Linked DNA regions of Sus scrofa: regions 2 and 3 are each linked to region 1. A link is a contact called in public Hi-C data. All regions are on one chromosome and are shown on one strand. The core of a region is the stretch at or near the end of the contact, and the rest is flanking DNA. Distances in the headings are between cores, read along the strand shown. Region 1 holds the start of TSPAN9 (tetraspanin 9). Region 2 has its middle 42 kb from the start of TSPAN9. Region 3 has its middle 64 kb from the start of TSPAN9.

What was found. A called contact is a pair of places that touch in the nucleus more often than the background predicts.
Region 2: a contact with region 1 is called in a Hi-C map of heart right ventricle, with 13 times the contacts expected there. A contact is called at or near these places in 6 of 47 Hi-C or Micro-C datasets (embryonic fibroblasts, fetal heart ventricle, fetal skeletal muscle and 3 more) and 1 of 2 datasets of targeted methods (skeletal muscle).
Region 3: a Hi-C map of skeletal muscle shows a contact between it and region 1, with 3 times the contacts expected there. A contact is called at or near these places in 10 of 47 Hi-C or Micro-C datasets (brain, embryonic fibroblasts, epiblast stem cells and 6 more) and 1 of 2 datasets of targeted methods (skeletal muscle).

What each region holds. Positions count from the first base shown.
Region 1 is chr5:66,991,468-66,996,154 of Sscrofa11.1, forward strand. TSPAN9 (tetraspanin 9) reads right to left here and starts at 3,284. Exons shown (of 7, transcript NM_001077226.1): 1 at 3,222-3,284. The coding sequence starts at 3,284.
Region 2 is chr5:67,033,854-67,038,819 of Sscrofa11.1, forward strand. It overlaps a transcript of TSPAN9 not described here. Among named protein-coding and RNA genes, the nearest start is that of TSPAN9, 42 kb to the left of the region's middle.
Region 3 is chr5:67,056,552-67,061,088 of Sscrofa11.1, forward strand. It overlaps a transcript of TSPAN9 not described here. Among named protein-coding and RNA genes, the nearest start is that of TSPAN9, 64 kb to the left of the region's middle.

The DNA.
Region 1 (4,687 bases), core at 2,034-4,533:
GGACACCACCCCCTCCCCCACCAGGCAGGCGCCCAGCAGCCCGCAAGGCACCTGGCCTTTCCTCACAAGGAGGAGGAGGCTGGCCGCACAGCTCCGCCTCCATCCTGCCCCCAGTGATGTCACCCAGGCCCTCGCCAATACCAGTATCCTAGAAGCTCCACCCAGCGGCAAGGAACCAGGGCCGCTGGGCCAGAGAGGGGCTGCAGGGTGAGACAGCTGCAGGCAAAGGGACTCCCCCCAGAGGGCTCCCAGGAGGCAGGGGATGTGGCGGCAGCAGTGACTTTGGGCAACTACCAGGTGGGCTTCAGGATCCATGGGAAGATCTCTCTCTACAGAGTGTAGGCCTCAGGTTCAACTCTTATGCCTCAGGAAAGCCTCCTTTTGTAGTCTGAGCCATGAGACTGGAAAGGGATGGCTACAAAATTCCCACCAATTGCTCCGGGTCCCAGAGGGCTGGGCTCTGACCAGCCCTGCACCCACACCCTTCCCTCATCTCTGCCTTTCCCTCCCTGGGGCCCTGGAGAGCAGCAGAGGTCTCCAGAGTCCTGCCTCTTCAACAACCCCACCCGCCTCAGCCCAAGCGCCTGCGTGCTTTCCCTCTGCGTTGGCTCTTTCCTCCACTGCCGACCACCACCACCACCCCATCCCGGCCCGAACACCTCCTGCAGGAAGCCTCTGTTCGAGTGGAACACCGGGACCCAGGTGCCCAAATCCTAGTTACACCCGCTCCTCCTCCTCCCCATAAACTCAATGGCCAACACTCTCACACATACAAGCACCCACTTCTCTCTTACTAAATTTTCCATCTCTCCTAAGGTCTGTGCCTTATCTCACATGCTGAACTGGGTCTGTGAGACTCAAAAATTTTCCCAGTTCATAGCATGTCATGGGAATTCTGAAAACATTAAGTAATCAGAAAAGTCAGAGAATAGGAGAGCGAGTGACTTCTTGCCTGGTAAGCGAGACGTGGAAGGTATCTTCTTATTAGGAAGAGACAGCACGTTCTCTCACTATGACCGAAAGGAAGGCCATTCCACCTACCGGCTCATTAACCTCAGGAAGACAGAGAGAGTGCCTTGTTGCCCCACAGCTATGGTGCCAGGGGAGCCCTCATCACTGGCAAGTTTGATAACTACCTTCTCTTCCCTGTCAGGTGGGATTTGGGAATCACTACCACACAGTAACATATGGACTTACCATGCTGGCCCTCCATTCATTCACTTACAAACACATAACCCATGCCATCTATGTGCAGGACTATGTCGTGGGAAGGTCCCTAACCTAACCTGGGGGACCATCCTAGAGAAGAGAGGAGGCACAGGCAGTTATACCTACTCAGGCCAGCAGGTGGCGGGGTGGGGGTGGGGAGGAGTGCGGCTGCATGGGAGGCACTGGCCAGGGCACTAAGCAGCCCAGGAGGGTCTTCCTAGTAAGAGTGGGGCAAGGCAGAAAGGTCGAAAGGTAGGTGGGGATTGTTATCAAGGACAGAGACAGAGACTGTGCACAGTGAATGGGCCGCACTCATGGAAATCCACAGGCACCAGAGAAATACACACCAGCGCTTGGCTGACCCTGACGCTGGTAAATGAGCCAGAGGACCAGGAGCACTTGCCCAAAGGCAGCCATAAAATCATTCTTGACATTCCAATGGTTCTGCTCCAGTTTCCACAAAACCCTCAGCACAGGGCAGGTAACATCTCACCAGCAGTGTCTGGAGGGCCCCAGACCATGAAGGCATCTGGGGAAACCCAACTAAAACAGAGACCAGTCTCCTCAGAAGAGAAGGGAAGGGGTGGAGGTGGGAGGGACCCTGGGAACACCCCAGAGAGAAGACAAGGATGCAGGATGTCCCCTAACTAATGAGGTAAGGATATAAGGGAGACTATCACGACACACAACCCCCCCCCCCCAGTGGACTGGAAAGGAAACCCTAAGGGATAAAGTGACTTGCCCAAGGTCACACGAAAAGCCCAGATAGAACCAGGGCCAGAGCCTGTCTTCTTCCCTCCCAGCCCTGAGCTCTCCCCTTCTATGGGACAAGCCACCCACCAAACACACCCAAGAAAGTTTTTCAATTAGAGTGAGTCAGTTCACACAAATGCCGAACACCAAAGCACGCCGCTCCACCCCACTGCACTGCGCTCCACCCCAATGCACTGCGAGGGACTCTCCTGCCCCAGGGCTCCTCCCGGACATGGGCAGCTGACAGCCTCCAGAAGCAGGAGGACAGCGCTGGGGCAGAGCCAAACATCTGTGCTGACTTGGTCTGGGCTCTGCTGAAGAAAGGCAGAGGCACAAGTCGGGATGAAGGGACAATTAGATATGAATTTAAGGAGTTTTCAGATTTGCCTAACTAGTATTTCTCACGCCCACATGCACACAGACAAGGCCTCCAAGTAAAGGGGACCGAGAACGATTCCAAGTTGCCCCACCCACTGACACTTTCTCTTGAACATGTCCTCTTACCAAGGATGGGGGCACTCCCTTTGTCCCTTCCAGCCCCTGGAGCTCCTGGAGCCTGGCAGGGCTGGCGTTCCATGGTGGGAGCACATGGCCAGCCTGCTCGCTGCCCAGTCCACTGCAATCCCTCAAAAGCAGCTGCCACCACTCGATGGCAGCATCCCTCCCACACACACACCCACCCTCTCCACACAAGCCCTAACTGGGGGCATATCTGCAGGCCAGGAAGCCAGTCCCTGGGGCAGGGGCTCCTCCTCCTTTTCCTGGGATTCACGGAAGGGATCGGAGTGACCTCTACCACTCCCCCATCTCGTGTCCATAAAATGCTGCAGACAGTGTTCTTGCATATTCAGGAGGAATACAGGAAGAAAGTCAGAAAACCATCCCCACTTCTGCCTGAATTCAACTCAAGGTCACAGTTGTTAAAAATTCCGACCCACACCTACTTCTGCAGATGACCTGGTTTGGAGCCAGCCACTTGGCATACGTGTGTCTTATAGGAGGTGGTGGCTGCAAACTTCAGCAGCCTGCTAGGAGTAGAGCAAGTCTCTCCTGGAAGACAGGCAAGTTGCAGCCTCCATTCAGCCAGGAAGGAGAGAGAGAGAGGAAGAGGCACATGCGTGAAAGAGGGAGGAAACCGGTTTTTAAAACCCCACTTACCGTTGTGCAGAGAGCAGAGCAATGCAGCTCCAAAGAGAAAGAGGGTACGCGCTTAAGCAAAGAAGAGAGGAGGCAAAGGAGAGATACACGCAAGGACTTACCCAGAATATCAAATTGAAGAGGAACATCATGTACTTCAAGCAGCAGAGGCAGCCCCTGGCCATGTTGCACTTCTTAAATTCTAGGAGGAAAACAAAGGACAGGTCCAGGTAAAACACCACGTACTTGCTGCCTTTGGGTGCATTGTACTTGTCGGTCTTCACACCAGCCTCAGCGCGGCTCTGGCCGCGGGAGCCCGCGGTGCCATAGAAAGCGCCGGCAGTGAAGCCGCGGCCGAACGGGCGGCCCGAGGTGGACGGCTTGGCAAAGTCTGAGTCCTTGCTGTCCAAAGATGGACTCCGATGGATCGAAGAATCCTCACTACTCGACTTCTCCATGCTCGTGTCGCTCCCGGGGGGCGCAGGGGGCGGGGGGCATCGCTCCCGGAGTGGGACAGAGGGGGCGCCCGAGTCGGGCACAGGCTGCGGGCGGGTCGGAGGAGCCTTGCACGCCCTCGCTCAGTCTCGGGGCGCACCGCCGGTCGAGCCCCGCGCTCGGGGTCAGGCGCTGGGCTCCCGGACGGCCGGCCCGGGAGGATTCTGCGGTGCGGCTCCACGCGCGCTCCCGGGAACAGGCTGGCCTGCGTAACTTAGCGTCTTTGGGGAGGCTGCTATTTGATTTCTCGTTCCGGAGCGTCAGCTCGCCTCCGGGGCGCACGGCCGCTCCACGCGAGGCACCAGGGCGCTGGGCTCCAGGCTCCCGGGCACACCTCTCCCACCCCGGCCCGGTCCGGCCACTTTGCCGGCGCCCGCCTCCTCTCGCCCCGCGACTTTGCGGAGCTGCCTCGGCCCTGGGCTGCCCCGGCGCGCGGCGGGCAGTGCCGAGGGATCCGCCGCAGCTGCAACCGCTGGGCTTCCCCTGCGAAATCCCGGCCCGACTCCCGACTCCGACTCCGAAATCGCCGGAGCCCCCTCCCCGGCCTTCGGCTCCGCCCCTTGGTTTGCATTAGGCCAATGAGCGTGAGGCCTGCGGGGGGCAGCCTCCCTCCCGGATGACACCACAGCTTTAATGGGATTAGCGTTCTGCCTGGTGCCTACACCAGTGCGCCGCGAGGCTCCCTAAATGTCAAGGGCTCGGGAGTCCGGGTGAACCAGAATCTTCATCGCAAGGCGCTGGCCTCTTTCAGGGGAACGAAGGGGGCGAGAGGGAGGGGATTGGCCGGGGGAACCACGACCCAAGGAAGCCGGAGGAAAGGGCTGAGGAGGTTTGGAGGGGAAAGAGGCGCCGCCACTGTCGAGCTGGCTGCCGCCCCCTGTGCCCATGGGGCCTGTCCGAACCGGGCACACGGCCTGCCGGATACACACACACAGGCGCGCGCCTCTGCACACGTGGGTCTGGCTAGGGCGCGCGGGGAAAGGGGACCGCAGGGGTGGCGCGAGGTGCGGGAAAGGCGCTCGCGACAAGCGCCGCGCCGCCCGCCCCGCCCCCTCCGCGCACGCGCGCGCGCACACGCGGCTCCAGAGGCTCC
Region 2 (4,966 bases), core at 1,253-3,752, 42 kb after region 1:
TGCTTTGGAAAACAGTTTGGTGGTTCCTCAAAAAGTAAAACATAGAGTTACCATATGACCCAGTAATTCCTCTCCCAGGTATATAACCATGAAAAAGGATAAAATGTCCACACAGAAGCTCGTACACAAATGCTCACTGCAGCATTATTCATAATAGCCAAAAATCTGAAGTAACCCAAACATCCATCAAGTGTTGAATGGATACATAAAAGGTGGCATACCCAAACAATGAATCACAGTTGAGTGGCGAAAACGACTTGGGTACGATGTACCTGCCACAGCAGGCATGGACCTGGAAACACCATGCTAAGCAAAAGAAGCCAGTCACAAAACACCCCAGACTGTAGGATTCCACTTACCAAAATATATCCAAAATAGGTAAGTTCATGGAGACAGAACATAGATTAGTGGTCGCCCAGGGCTGGATGTGGGGTAAAAGTGGGGGAGAAATGAGGAGTGACTACTAACAGTCATAGAGGTTCTTTAGGGGGTGATTAAATGCTCAAAAATAGATTGTGGCGATTGTTGAGCAACTCTGCGAACATATTAAAAGCCATCGAGTTGTATGGGAAATGGGTAGATTAGTCTGCTTGGGCTGCCAAAACAAAGAACGACAGACTGGGCGGCTTCAACAAAAGCAACCTATTTTCTCCTGACTCTGGAGCCTAGAAACCCAAGACCAAGGTGTTAGCAGGTTTGGTTTCATCCTGGGGCCCCTGTCCTTGGCTTGCTGATGGCCATCTTCTCCATGCTTCTTCACAAGGTTCTTCCTCTGGGTGTGTCTTTGTCCTAATCGCCTCATCTCAGAGAACACCAGTTGTACTGGGTTGGGGCCCACCTGCATGACCTCACTAACCTTAGTCACCTCTTTAAAGAGCCTATTTCCAAACGCAGCCACCTTCTGAGGTACAAGGGGTTAGGCCTTCAATACATGAATTTGGAAGAGACACAACTCAGTCCACAGCAATGGAAGAATGTTATGGGAATTACATCTCAATACAACTATGTTTTAAAATCCCTCCATGAAAGCTAGAGATCAGCTAATCCAACCCCTTGTTTTACAAATGGGGAACTGGGGCCCAGAGAAGAGAGCTACTTGCCCCAAATCCCAGCTGGTCAGAGGCAGAGCGGGAAGCAGAACTCACGGCTTCTGCTGCAGGTCGAAGTCTCCTTCTCCTACACCCTCCTGCCATTTTAGCCTCCAGGACTCATGAACTGAACAGATAATGATGGGAAGAGTAAGAGAAATTTAAACTTAGAGAAAAATGCCTAAGAACTTAGGTCATGGGCAATTAAGGAGTAAATACTGTTCCACAGCTTGTGGAAAATGGGGGCAGACAGTAAAGCTCTGAGGGGGCCCTGGAAGAGAACCTGCAGTGACAAGCAGAGTCCATGAGCGAGTCCAATATTAATTCCGTATCTGTCGTGCGCCAGGCGAGAGGAGCATGTTCCCAAGAAAGATGTAGCTTACAGAAGAGTTGGCACTTCAGCTAATCCTTGAAGCATGGGCCCGATTCCACCGGGTGAGGGCTTTCCAAGCCAAAGGAACTGCGTGACCAAAGGCAGGTAATTTTCAGGCCTGGTCAGGAAACAGCAAGCTGGCCAGAGCGGCGGAAGCATATGCTTTGTTCCAAAAGCAGCAGGGGACGCCCAGCAAAGGTGTGCTGAGGGCAGATTTGGGAGAGCCTTGCACGCTATGCTCTGAAGCACAGGCCTGAAACAGTAACTGAGCTGCAGAAGGTTCTGAGCAGGAGTGAGACATCACCTAGGGAAAGACGGCTTGTCCACAGCCAGTGGATGGCTGATGGCCACTTCACTGGCTCCTGCACGAGGCATTCACAGGACAGGAGGATGGAGACAAAGAGAGCCCAAGGAAAAACCCAATGGGATCTGGAACTGGGATGCTCCCGGCTGCTAAGGGCACCCTCAGATTTATCTTAAGTTTAAGAAAGCAAGAAGTTGACAGGAGGGGTGTTCCCATCGTGGCGCAGCAGAAACAAATCTGACTAGGAACCATGAGGTTGTGGGTTTGATCCCTGGCCTCGGTCAGTGGGTTAAGGATCCAGGGTTGCCATGAGCTGTGGTTTGGCCGGCAGCTGTAGGTCTGATTTGACCCCTAGCCTGGGAATCTCCATATGCCATGGGTGCAGCCCTAAAAAGAAAAAAAGAAAAAAAAGAAAAAAAAAAGAGTTGAGGGGAGCAAGAAGAGGAGGGAACTCTGCAGGCACTGAAAAGCCGCCAACTCCTGGAGCCTGTGTTGTGATCCGGTGCTGACAGCCCTTCATCTTTTCCATGCCTTTTATTTTTTCAGGAGGTAAAGGGGGGGGGGTAGGGGGAAGGGGAGAGACAATGGAGTTATTTGGTGAACAAAAGCCCTGGTACGTTTCTGCTCACCGTTTTCATCGGGGTGAGCTGCTCTGTCAGCACCCTATAATCATATCTGGGGACACAGGCCGTAACTCTCAATTTAGGCATCCACGCCTCCTGGACTGCCGCGGCGCCTGCCCGCCGATGTCTGCCAAGCATCCATCTCATCGTGGAGGGGGAAGGGAGGGCCCCGTTCTCAGACAACAGAGGACACAGCATAAGAGGTCGGGAGACCTTGGGTCAAGTCCCCACTCTTCCCTCACAATCTCCATGACCTTGAGTAAGACAAGGCCTTTCCAGGCCTTGTTTCTTGGGCTACGCTGATGACATTAGCAGCTAATATCGATTATTCAGAGTTTACTATGTTCCAGGGACTATTTTAGGTGTTTATCCTTTACAAAACACTCTGTGAAGGAAGTATTAGTTTTCCCGTTTTACAGGTGGAAAACCTGAGGTCCAGATGCTAAACAGGTTAGTCAAGGTCAGAAAACTATTCATCTAGCTTCAAACCCTTTCTTTCTTTCTCTCTCTTTCTTTCTCTCTCTTTCTTTCTTTCCTTCTTTCTCTTTCTTTCTTTCTTTCTTCCTTTCTTTCTTTCTTTCTTTTTCTTTCTTTTTTCTTTCTTTTAGGGCTGCACCCATGGCATATGGAAATTCCCAGGCTAGGGGTCGAATTAAAGCTGCATCTGCCAGCCACAGCCACAACAAAGCGGGATCAAAGCTGCTTCTGTGACCTACACCACGGCTCATGGCAACGCCAGATCCTTAACCCACTGAATGGGGCCAGGGATCAAACCCACATCCTCATGGATTCTATTTCGGATTCATTTCTGCCGAGCCACAACAGGAACTCCAAAACCCACATTCTTAAGCTCTACCACACTTAAGTGAATTACATAGAAGTAACCCTGCTCTCCCCTCCCTCACCTGCTTGCTATGAGGCTCAGCGGGGAAAACTCACAGTCATTAATGGCAAGATTATCGCTTTTATCAATACTATTGGCCCTCAGTATCTGCAGGATTCAATCTGCCTCAGATCAAAAATATTCAAGAAAAAATTCTAGAAAGCTCCAAAAAAGCAGAACTTGGATTTGCCACATGCTGGCCACGATTTACATAGCATTTTCATTGTATCAGGTATTATAAGTGATCTAGAAATGATTTGAAGTGTACAGAAGGGTGTGCATAGGTTACACGAAAATAGTGTACTGCTTTATATACGGGACTCTTATAAAATGCACCTGGCTATCTGGGGAGTCCTAGAACCGATCCCCCCCGCCTTGGATACCAAGGGGCGACTGCACTGCAATTACTCCAGGTCAAGATATGGTGGCCTCAGTCAGCTAAGCCTCCCCTCAACCAGGGCCCCTCTCCTCCAGAAAGTTCTCCCCACTGGTCCAACCCCTCCTCCACTGCTAACCCACGGTCCCAAGCTCACGATGCTCTCGGTCCCCAGATTCCACTAGAGGCTTAGAGGCAAAGCCCTATCATCCTGATTCCAAATGCCGGAGGTCTGTCCTCTTGGAAGATGGAGGGCGCCCCCCTTGGAACCCCATCCTGATCATGCCCCCCAGCCCTGCAGGGGATCACACGAGAGAGGCAGAGTTCCGGTAGAGTGCCCAGCACTGTGTCCACAGCAGGCTCTGGGCTCCGGCACCCCCACAACCTTGACTCTCATCCTCTCAGCAGCCACTCCCACCAGAGGAGCACCCAGAAACATCCTGGGCTCCCAGCACCAGGAAGGACACCGACCTGTTATTAACAGAGGAAAATTGGACTTGACGTTGTCAGTGATCTGAAACCTCCCAGCTGAAGGAAGCTTTGTTTTTTCAATAAATAATAAATAACACAGGGTGTTTACTTCCCCAGCAAGTCGTATTTCTTAAGTATCACTAGCTCGTACGTCAGGGCTGTCACCTGGAGAAGCAGGAAGCGATGCCAGCATCGTCAAGCCCTTCTTCCTGAGGAGTTCAAAAACCTCTCACACAGACCCCCCCTCCATCGTCTCTGCACATCTCTCGGCAGGGCAGGGGGCCGGCGATCCTCCCACAGCCAACACCTGCTCACTGCCCAGGGGACAAGCCCTCCCTCTACGGGTGGCAAACACAGGAGAGGCAGTTCACCCAGCACCTGCCTAACCCTGATCCCCAACCGCGTCAGGCTGGCACATCCAGACCCAGCTCTTCTCAAAGGCCTTGCCAGAGGCCTGGAAACCAAGACCTGGTCTCCTGCTCAGGACGGACAAAGACAGACAGACAGATGGATGCCCCCATCTGGTCTCTGACCGGACGACGTACAGAGAGTAAGTCCTCCGAGACGTCTCGAGATCAAAGTCCCCCGCTGGACACTGACAGAGCATGTGTCTCCTGTAACTCAACTCACTGATCTGGTGATGCTTCCTGGGTTGTGTTCCATGTGCAGGTCACACCGCTCCCCACGATTTGCAGCAATTGTATAGCTTTATGTTCCTAATCCCCCTGAAAGGTGCCCAGAGTCACAACTGACCCAGATGTGACACAGAAAACCAGGGCCACAAACCAGTATCCCAACCACAGATATATTTTGTTCTGTCTGCACTGTGTTTTACATATTTTTCATTA
Region 3 (4,537 bases), core at 935-3,434, 64 kb after region 1:
TGAGCAGGGTCGGCAACCTGTCTGAAGTGCTGGACCCGTCCTTCCCTTCTCTGGGCCTCACCTGTTAAAGGGGACAGCCCCATACCCGACACAGGGCCCCTGGGAAGACCAAGTGAGGCTGTGGGAGATGAGAAGAACCTCATAAATGGGAGTACACACCACTGTCGAGTGCTGTGCAAGGTGCTGAGGGATGTGGGTGTGACTTATACCAGAGCCTCAGAGCCACTGCCTGCCCCAGACCCACACCTCCAGCCGCATGTGTGAGGGGTAGAGCAGTCCCCACTCCAGCAGGGCTTTGTATGGATTACTATTCACGGGGCACATGTCCTCTTCTGTACTGTGTCCCCTCCCCGCCACCACTGCATCTGTCCATATGAGCACAAATGCCACACCAGGGACTCTGCCGGGTGCCACTGGACTTCCTCAGTGACACTGGGTTTCAGCTTCCGGTCCTTCTAAGCCACTAAACTCCAGCCGGGGACTTCCCACTGGTGGGAACACTGTTAAAAGAGTGTGGGTCACACTGAAAAGTCCTCTGGTCACAGGATTGAGAAGTGAGACAGTCACTTCTCCATAATGTTGTGGGAATGTCAGTCGTTAGGCCACCTTGGCTTCATCCCAGCCTTTTCTCACACCCATCTTGGAACCAGTGAGGCCTGGAATTTGGAGTCCCTGTGCCACCCCAGAGCAAAGGGCTTGACCTAAAAACCACATGGAAGAGAAATTGACAAGTTTCCTGCTGCCATCTAGTGGCTGATGTAAATAAGAGCAGGCAACGGGCCAGAAGGCCACCAGCAAGCCTTGGTGACCAGTAGTCAGCCCTGCATGTTGGATCGAAGAGTAGTGACCAGTCATGAGAGGCTAAACAAAGCAGAAAGCAGAGGATGCCAGAAATTGTTAAAGTTAAAAAAAAAAAAAGCTTGCTGGTTGGTTTTCCTCCAGGGATCAAAGAAGAAATATGGTTCACTCATCCATGTGCGAAAGAAAAATGATGCTCCGACTCTGGGGCAAGGCACTGCCCAGGTGCTGAGAAGGAGCATGCAAATAAGATGTCAACCCTGACCACGGGAACCTTCCTGTGTGGCCTCTCCTCCCCTCCTCTGACCCCTGAGCAGCCTCCACTCCGGTCACATACATCTCTGCAGGTCCTGGCTTTACCACGCTTTTCCCCATGCTGTTCCCTCTTCTCCCTGCTATAGACAGACCATCTGCCTGTACAGATGTCGCCGGCTCTTCCACACCACACATTACCCTCCCTGTGCTCCCACGCTGGACTGCGACCACTGGATCATACGTCCACCTTCCCCACCAGATCCAGCCCCAGCTCTCAGTCGGCGGTCACATCCACAGAGCTGTGTGGACAAACCCAATCTCAGAGCCCCAAATGCTTCTCACCTTCCCTCTTGGGAGATGCAGGGGCCCAAATCTTCCACACCAAGCCCCAGGACCACTGTCTCTAGATCTCCTTCCATCCATCCAAAAGGCCCCTCTGTCTGCTGGTCTGACTGTGAGCCTCCTGCTACAGGCAACCCTCCCCCCAGAAGCAGCAACCCTGAGCAGAGGTGCGGAAGCACATCCAGATACTGGGCTGGGTGTTCCCGTCGATGGGTAGAGCACCAGAGAGAACCAGGAGACCCGGGCTCAGCCTCCGCTGGCCCCTCACTGGCTGCATGACACACCGGGCAAGCCTCTTCCTTCCTAGATCCTTAAAAGTTCCCCATCTGTACAATTAAGGATCATCTCTTGGGTCCCTTTCAAGTCAAAAACATCTGTGATGCTAATTCCCACTCATGTGTCAATGACCAGTAACAGCTAGCTAATAGTCTGACTGTTCCCACAGTACTCTCACCCTGAAGGGGAGGCCCTCAACCCATCACCCAGTCATTCATACAGTAAAAACACACTCAACGCCCCAGCGCTGGCAGTAGGATCACTATTTTTAGCACTTGACCTGTTCAGCTCTGCTCTAGCCACTGGGAGAAAGGCCGATGAGGAAGGTCAGGGGCCGATGCTGAGCTGACACAGGCAAAGCTGAGGAAGGGAAGCATTCCCTGAGCCTGACACCTGGCAGGGCCCACGAGTCGCCCCTCACACTGCACCTTCCGCACGCCTGTCTCAGTAGTAACCCCTTGCAACAAGCTAGGAGTTGACTCTGGGTTTTGTGTTTGTTTTTCTTCTGGCCACACCTCAGCATGTGGAAATTCCTGAGCCAAGGGTCAAGCCCGCCCCACAGCAGTGACCAGTGCCATAGCAGAGACAATGCCAGATCCTTAACCCACTAAGCCACCAGGAAACTCCTTGATTCTGTTTTATAATTGAGGAAACAGAGACCCAGGGAGACTCAGGGACACAGGCACTGGGTATTGAGCCAGGACTGGGCCCAGGCAGCTGTCTGGCTCTTACTCTGTGTGACAATGGCCGACATAAATGGCAGGCCCCTCTCCTACCCTTGGTCTATCCATTTTTGTGGTATTGGCCTCCCCAGATCCTCCCCCCAGCCTCATCGGAGATTTCCTTCTTGGGAGTTCCCATTGTGGCACAGCAGAAATGAATCTGACTAGGAACTATGAGGTTTCGGGTTCAATCCCTGGCCTCGCTCAGTGGGTTAAGGATCCGGCATTGCCGTGAGCTGTGGTGTAGGTCACAGAGGCAGCTCAGATCCTGCATTGCTCTGGCTATAGTGTAGGCCGGCAGCTATAGCCCCAATTGGACCCCTAGCCTGGGAACCTACATATGCCTCGGTTTCGGCCCTAAAAAGCAAAAAAAAAAAAAAAAAAAAATCTTTCCTTCTTGATTACCCTCATTCAATCTCGCCTCCAGCTGCTGCCAGCTTTTAAGAAGCATCATTCTGGAGCACATACCTATTTTGTTTGATAAACTCAGCCTGATGGTGGCATTTATTTTCGAGCTGCCCTTAAATCAGAAAAATGAATGCACTGGAAAGGATCCAGAATCCACACCAAGTTTTACCTGTGGTTGCCCCTGGGAAGGGCATTGGGTCAGGGGAGGGGTGTGGAGACAGGGTCCCTCAGATTTTGCTCTACTATTTTTACGTTATTTTGTCTTTTGCGGCAACCAAATTTTCCTGTAATAATCAAGTCATCACTTTAAAGCAAACACTCTACACAAACAGACCACTGGCAGACAATCACACCCTGCACTTGCAAGAAAAGTGCCCGGTGAGGCAGACCCAGGCTCACAAGACAGGGCCCTGACGTAGGAAACGCACCCAGTCCTTTTCCAGGATGGGTGGGGTCTCCTGCTCAGAGGCAGATGCTGGAGTGGTTTCTGGAGCACAAACTCTCTGCCCCCCAAAATACCTCCTCCATCTGCTCATTCATGCCTGAAATTCCATCACTGAGGGGCAGTCTTTGATTCCTTGGTCAGAAATAGGCCTGAAACTGTAAACCCACCCCGGAGATGCAAAACGGCGCCTTCAAGTCACACTTGGTGTGAACCTGGTGACTGGTCTTGAGGAAGCAAGGCTCTTACAAGGCTCTGGGAATAGTCCCGGGGACAAGATGGGGACACGCAGGCTGGAGGCAGTCACGACCCAGAGGATCAGTAACTGCCCAGAGGTGATAAGGCGCTCTGTGCCAGCCTGCAGGGAGGCATCTGTCCTCGCCCTGACGAGGCTGAAACAACTGTGACCACCTGGGAGGAAGGATCAGAATCTGAGGGACCCCAGGAGCGGGAGCTAAGGATGGTGCCGTCTGGAGGAGACCGGGTGAGAGAAAGCAGCGCACCTGGAGTGAAGTGGGGTCTCCACACCAGGCGGGTCCCAGCCCAGCTGGAGGCCCGCCCTGGGATCTGAGCATTTTGAACACGGTCTAGACAAACGAGGCCACCTTCTGCAAAGCCTGAACAGAACGGTGGAAGACCTGAGAAGAGGGTCAAGAGAAAGTGGGGATGTTAAAACCGAAGGAGAATGTTCAATGCCATTTGTCACCAGAGAAATGCAAATCAAAAGTACAACGAGCTACCACCTCCCACCCACTAGGGCGGTCAATTTTTTTTTTTTTAATTTTTTTTAAATGGAAAATAACAAGTGTTGGCAAGGATGTAGAGAAATTGGAACCCTCATACATTACTGGTGGGAATATAAAATGGCGTAGCCACGGCGGGATACAGTTTGGCAGCTCCTCGAAATGTTAAACACAGAATTACCATATGATCCAGCAATTCCACTCCCAGGTAAATCCCCAAAGGAACTGAAAACAGGTGTCCAAACAAACACTGTGTATGAACGTTCTCAGCAGCTCTATTCACAACAGTCAAAAGGTGGAAACAACCCAAATGTCCATCAGCAGATACAGGGATAAACAAAATATGGTCTATACATACCACGGAATATTATTTAAGCCCTAAAAAGAAACGAAATGCTGATACATGCTACCACATGGATGAACCTTGAAAATCTTATGCTAAATATTGAAAAAAGCCAGACACAAAAGGCCACATATTGTATAATTTTATTTACACAAAATGTTCAGAATGGGTAAACCCAAAGACATAAATCAGATTAGTGGTTGCCAGG